Regions from separate parts of the Sus scrofa genome. Here region 2 is linked to region 1. The links are chromatin contacts, called in public Hi-C maps. All regions are on one chromosome and are shown on one strand. The core of a region is the stretch at or near the end of the contact, and the rest is flanking DNA. Distances in the headings are between cores, read along the strand shown.

Region 1 (2,616 bases), core at 64-2,563:
ATGGTCTCACCGGCCCTGCAAAGCAGTTTGGACTTGATCCTCTGGGCAGCAGGAATCAATTAAGAATTTTGAGCAAAAGAGGAGTTCCTGTTGTAGTGCAGCAGAAATGAATCTAACCAGTTGGAGCACTGGCCTCACCAGTGGGTCGAGAATCCGGCATTGCTGTGAGCTGTGGTGTAGGTCGCAGAGGCAGCTCAGGTCCCACATTGCTGTGGCTGTGATGTAGCCAGCAGCTGCAGCTCCGATTCGACCCCTCGCCTGGGAACTCCATATGCCCTGGGTGCGGACCTTAAAAAAGAGAGAGAGAGAGAGAGAATTTTGAGCAAGGGAGAAAACTTGGTAAGATGTTTATGTTTACTCTAGCAATAAGGTGGAAGACAGAGATGGATTGGAAAGGTGAAAGCTCCAGAGAGGCTGTGAGAATGGTCCAAACAAGAGACGATGAGGCGCTCCCTAACCCAGCTAGGAGCAGGGCGCGTCCTCCTCTCAGAGTCTTCAGAAAGGGTGTTTCTCCATCAGTCTCCCCTTTCCTTCACATTGCTCACGACGCACCTTGCAGATTCAGTGTCACAGCCTGAGCTGGGCCCGGAAGGCGGCTCCCCAACCCACCTTCAGGAAGCATCAGCAGGGCTACAACCTAGACGCCTACGCCTCCCCAAGCACTCAGATAACATCCATTAGGAGAGGCCGACCACACCAAGACTCAGACACCCTCAGGGTTAAGGGAGGTCATGGTGAGTGACGGGCTTTGGGCTGGAATCTCAGAGGTGCCCCCAAATCCAACTGGCCAGCTCAAGCTTCCTTGCTCATCCTCTTAGATGAATTATTATTCCACTTCTCTTCACTCACTCATTCATTCACTCAGTAAATGTTGATTGAGTAGCCACTGTGTGCCAGACATGGCCAGATTCTAGGAGCACACAGCATAGAATAAGACAGAGACATCTAAATACAAACTTTCCTGTTGTAACACAGTGGGTTAAGAATTTAACGGCAGCATAGAGTTCCTGTCCTGGCTCAGCAGAAACCAATCTGACTAGCATCCATGAGGACCCAGCTTCAATCCCTGGCCTCGCTCAGTGGTCAAGGATTTGGTGTTGCTGTGAGCTGTGGTATAGGCCGTCAGCTGCAGCTCTGATTCAACCCTTGGCCTGGGAACCTCCATGCCGCAGGTGCAGCCCTAAAAAGACACACACACACAAAAAGAATCCGACGGCAGCAGCTCAGGTTGCTGTGGAGGTGTAGCTTCAATCCTCAGCCCTGCACAGTGAGTTAAAGGGTCCAGCGTTGCTGCAGCTGTGGCATAGGTCACAGCTGCAGCTCAAACTCAATCCCTGGTCCAGGAATTTCCATATGCTTCAAGTGTGGCTGTAAAAAAGTTAGGAAACGACCGGTTCTTCCAGAGGAGGCCTTATGTGTCACCCTGAAGGGTTTCACCTTCTACCCTTGCTACCTAAAGTGTGGGCCTCAGAGAGTGGCAGTTTGTTCTTCTCAGCCTTCAAGGTGATTGTGAACTACCTGGGGAATCTTCTGCCACAATAGGTGGGACCTGGAATTTTGCATTTCTAGCAAGTTCTTTGGCAAAGCCAATGCTGCTCTTCCAAAGCCCACACTTTCAGTAGCCAGACTGTGAGGACCTGAGGAGGATGATATGTGGGGAACCGTAGGGAAACTCGTATTTGCATTTCAGGGGGGTAACCCTGCTTCCCCACCCCCCACAGGGGGGAGCTGGGAGGCTGATGAGCAGGTGGACCTGGAGGGCTTTGACACAGAAACCTTCTTTGGGATTCTGCTCAAGCAGTCTCTGTCGGTGACAACCAAACTCGGCCAGACCAAGGAGGAGGTGAGTGGAGAAGCTGGGGAAGCCAGAAGGGCCAGAAGCGAATTTGCCTCGGGGAAAGTTGGTGAGGGGACTTAGGGCTTAAAGAAACCCTCAGTGTATCCATAATGAACCAGAAAAAAAATATATCTTTTAGGACGGGAGATAGAAGATTTCAGATTAAATTTAGGACCGATTTTTTTGAGACCTAGGGACTCAGATCACTGGTGGGAATCTATCCAAGCCGCCTCAGGCATCTAAGACCCCCCCTTCCCCCCCTACCCCCCTTCTTCTCCCCTCCTCCCTTCCCCCGTCTCCTTGCCCCCCAACCCCCGCTCCTGATCCGGTGACCCATCTGGGTGAGCAAATGCAGGCCAGTAGGTGCATTTGGGAGCAAAAAGAGCTCCCAAATGCAGTAGCTCTTGGGAGCAAAAAGAGCACACCTGAAATCCAAGTTTCTAAGCTGGATCGGAGGTTCCCCAGTAGGACGATGCAAGCTGGGTCCTGCCCTCTGGGACTAGTCCTAGTGTGAGGGCACTTGGTCCTCTGGGGTCCCTCCACAAACTGGCAGCAGGGGGCGCTGCAACCACTGCCGCGAATGAGGCTGGACGCCCTCTTGCAGCTCAAAGTCCTCTGCCTCAAACTTGCGAACCAAGCCCAGGCCCTCCAGCAGCTGTGGGGAGCTGAGCGTCGCATCCCAGCCTCCAACGGCCAGCTTCTGGAGAGCCCCCAGGGGGAGCGGCGACAGGTTGGCTGTGTTCGCGCTTTCCATCTGGTCCCTGGGGCCACATACGGCT
Region 2 (2,616 bases), core at 60-2,559, 300 kb after region 1:
TGCGAGCTGTGGTGCAGACTGCAGATGTGGCTGGGATCTGGCATTGCTGTGGTATAGGCTGGCAGCTACAGCTCCGAATAGACCCCTAGTCTGGGAACCTCCATGTGCCACGGGTGCATCCCTAAAAAGACAAAAGACAAAAAAAAAAAGTGAAAGTTTTGAAAGCCACTAGAAAATAGAAATGCCCATGCCTTTCTTCAAAGAGTCACATACCTGTAAGGAATGGCAGCAGTTCAGTTCGCGTTCTTTCTACTCCAAGTGCTAGAGCAATTGTTGATAATTTCTTAATACTGTTGAGACGGAGCTTTAAAAAAGAAAGGAGAAGCAGGTGTGATATTGAGCAAAAGACAATAATTGCAAACAGGTGAGTTATGACATACAGGTGAGAATGAAGACTTCAATTTAGGTTTTTATTCTAAGAACCTCAAAACAGTGGAACAAGCCTTCATTAGGCAAAGGACAACTTCTCAGAAGAAACACTCTGTGAGGCCCATTAAAGAATAAAAGAAAACACAATATCCAGAAAAGTGAGACGATTTTACAAAGAACTTCGGCAGTAATGAAGCAGGTGAAACGGTTGAGTACAACCCCTGCCTTTTCAAAGAAAAGTTCCACCTGAGTTGACACATCGCCTCCTTTAGTTAGTTAGCGATCCCACCTAATCTCTACCCTACACGCCCAGCCGGTTTCCAGCAAGCCCCAAGAAAGTCATACATTCAGCTGCACTTATCAGGACGCCTTGGCATCCCTGCAGCCCGCTGAGGCCCCTCGCACCCCGCGCCTCCCTCCTCCCACTCGCTCGGCTACAGGGCCAGCCGGCCCCGGGGCTGGATGCGGCGTTCCCAGCGCCCGGCCCGGAAGGGGCGCCCCGGCGAGAAGCCGGTCCTCCCACAACCGCTCCCAACCGGGTGCGACGCCGGGCCGACGCCTCGGCGGGTCGGGAAAAGGTGCTGGAGAGATTCCCAGCCCGTCGGGTCGAGCCACAAGAGCCCCTCAGGGATCTTTCTCCTCCTCCCCGTCAAGTTTCTGCGCCGAGTCCCAGCTTTCAATCCCGGGCCTCCCCAACCACAGGGCCTGCCTTACCCCTTCCCTACCCCGCGCCCGGCCGGGCCCACGTCCGCTCCCCGGCCCGACTCGAGTACCTGCACGTCCTCATTGCGGAGCTCGTCGATTAAAACAGCGATCGGGTATAGTGAATCGTCTCCATCTCCACCCGCGGCCACCGGGCCGGTCCCGGGGGCCGCCGCGCCCGCCATGTTCTTTCTCCTCCGGCTGGTCGCCGCCGCCCGCTTCGCGCCCAAGCCCCGCCCCGCGACAAGGGCCCGCCCCGCAACCAGGCCCCGCCCTGCGCCCGGAGAGGCGGGGCTAAGGCCCGAGCTCCAGCTCCGCCCAGGTGGGGCAACTGAGTTCCACCTGGGCTGGTGGAGGCTCCATCCTGGCCCCCGTGGCTGGAGCCGTATGCCTGAATTCCAGAAGATAGGTGGGCTGAGAAAGCGAAAGGGGCCCCCGTGTCCTTTCCGCAGTCGAAAGAAACAGGGGCAGGGATTCATCCTGCTCGCAGTGGTCTGAAGGCGTCAGGGACCTACCAACGTGATCTGTGCTGTGCCCTCTTGGGACTAAGGCGGACCAAAGAGGATGCCCAAATCCAGGAGGAAGAAATATTTGGCGCCTCCCCTGACTTCATCCTGGCCCCGAGCCACTTGAGTCTCCAGCCCTAATTTCCCCACTATCCTCAAGCTTCCACAAAACCCCTCCACCTCTTCCTTTGGCCTGTGAGCCAGAATTGTATCTGGCTCCTGCTCCGTAAGACAAATAACGCGGGCGGTGAGAGAAAATGAACAGTGCTATCCAAACTCCCCAGTCAATATTTTTTCCACTTTCTCCATGCAAGCTGTTGAAAACATGCTGCTCTCTTGTTTTTGTGTTTCTTTTCAGTTTGGTACTGGAATGGTGCCTTCTGTTGTATTTTCTTCCTCCCATTTTTTAGGTCTTTAGCATGCTAGAAGTACAACAATCAAGCAAAACTAGGACAAGCTTTAATCCTTCCATATTGGGTGGACTGGCTACTTTGCTTGAACAAGAGAGGCTAAATTGACCTCTCTAGAACTCCAAGAGTCCTCAAAGGCAGCAGTGGGAGGAGGTGAGGATATGGGAGTTCTTACAAAACAGCGGGAAGTTTCCATTTACCCTTGTTCTGGCAGCATGGAATAACTAGAATGTTCCTGTCTTTTTTTGTTTTGGACAATAATTTAAGCAGCTTAGAGTCTAGCTACCTATGGTGATCATAAGCTGAAATGGTATTTCTATGTGTTTAATTAAAAAACTAAAATTATCAATAAATGTAATTGAGGAGACCTTTTTTTTTAAATATGGGGTTGGTGGAAGGAAACACAGTAGACAGGCTTTTGATGGTAGTGAAAGTTTGGGAACGAACAGATATCGGAACAATAATTATCAAATTAGGTTTGGGGATGTATTTTCTAGGGTTTTAATTTTGTTTTCATTTTGATAATTATTTTTAGATTCGCATAACTGGTCTGGATTCTTTGGATAACTACTTTACAACCCAGTGTTGCCACGTGATTTCAGTAACTACATTTGCATGTGTGTTTCAGT

Evidence for each region. A called contact is a pair of places that touch in the nucleus more often than the background predicts.
Region 2: a contact with region 1 is called in a Hi-C map of embryonic fibroblasts, with 11 times the contacts expected there. The contact joins the promoter of PPP2R1B here to the promoter of LOC110255430 in region 1. A contact is called at or near these places in 4 of 47 Hi-C or Micro-C datasets (embryonic fibroblasts, retroperitoneal adipose tissue and subcutaneous adipose tissue).

What each region holds. Positions count from the first base shown.
Region 1 is chr9:39,221,058-39,223,673 of Sscrofa11.1, forward strand. It overlaps LOC110255430, which reads left to right and starts at 1,314. Exons shown (of 19, transcript XM_021062764.1): 1 at 1,314-1,843; 2 at 2,442-2,567. The coding sequence starts at 1,652. It overlaps LOC110255557, which reads left to right. Exons shown (of 7, transcript XM_021063947.1): 7 at 560-1,004. The coding sequence ends at 742.
Region 2 is chr9:39,516,196-39,518,811 of Sscrofa11.1, forward strand. PPP2R1B (serine/threonine-protein phosphatase 2A 65 kDa regulatory subunit A beta isoform) reads right to left here and starts at 1,310. Exons shown (of 17, transcript XM_005667316.3): 1 at 1,143-1,310; 2 at 214-304. The coding sequence starts at 1,256.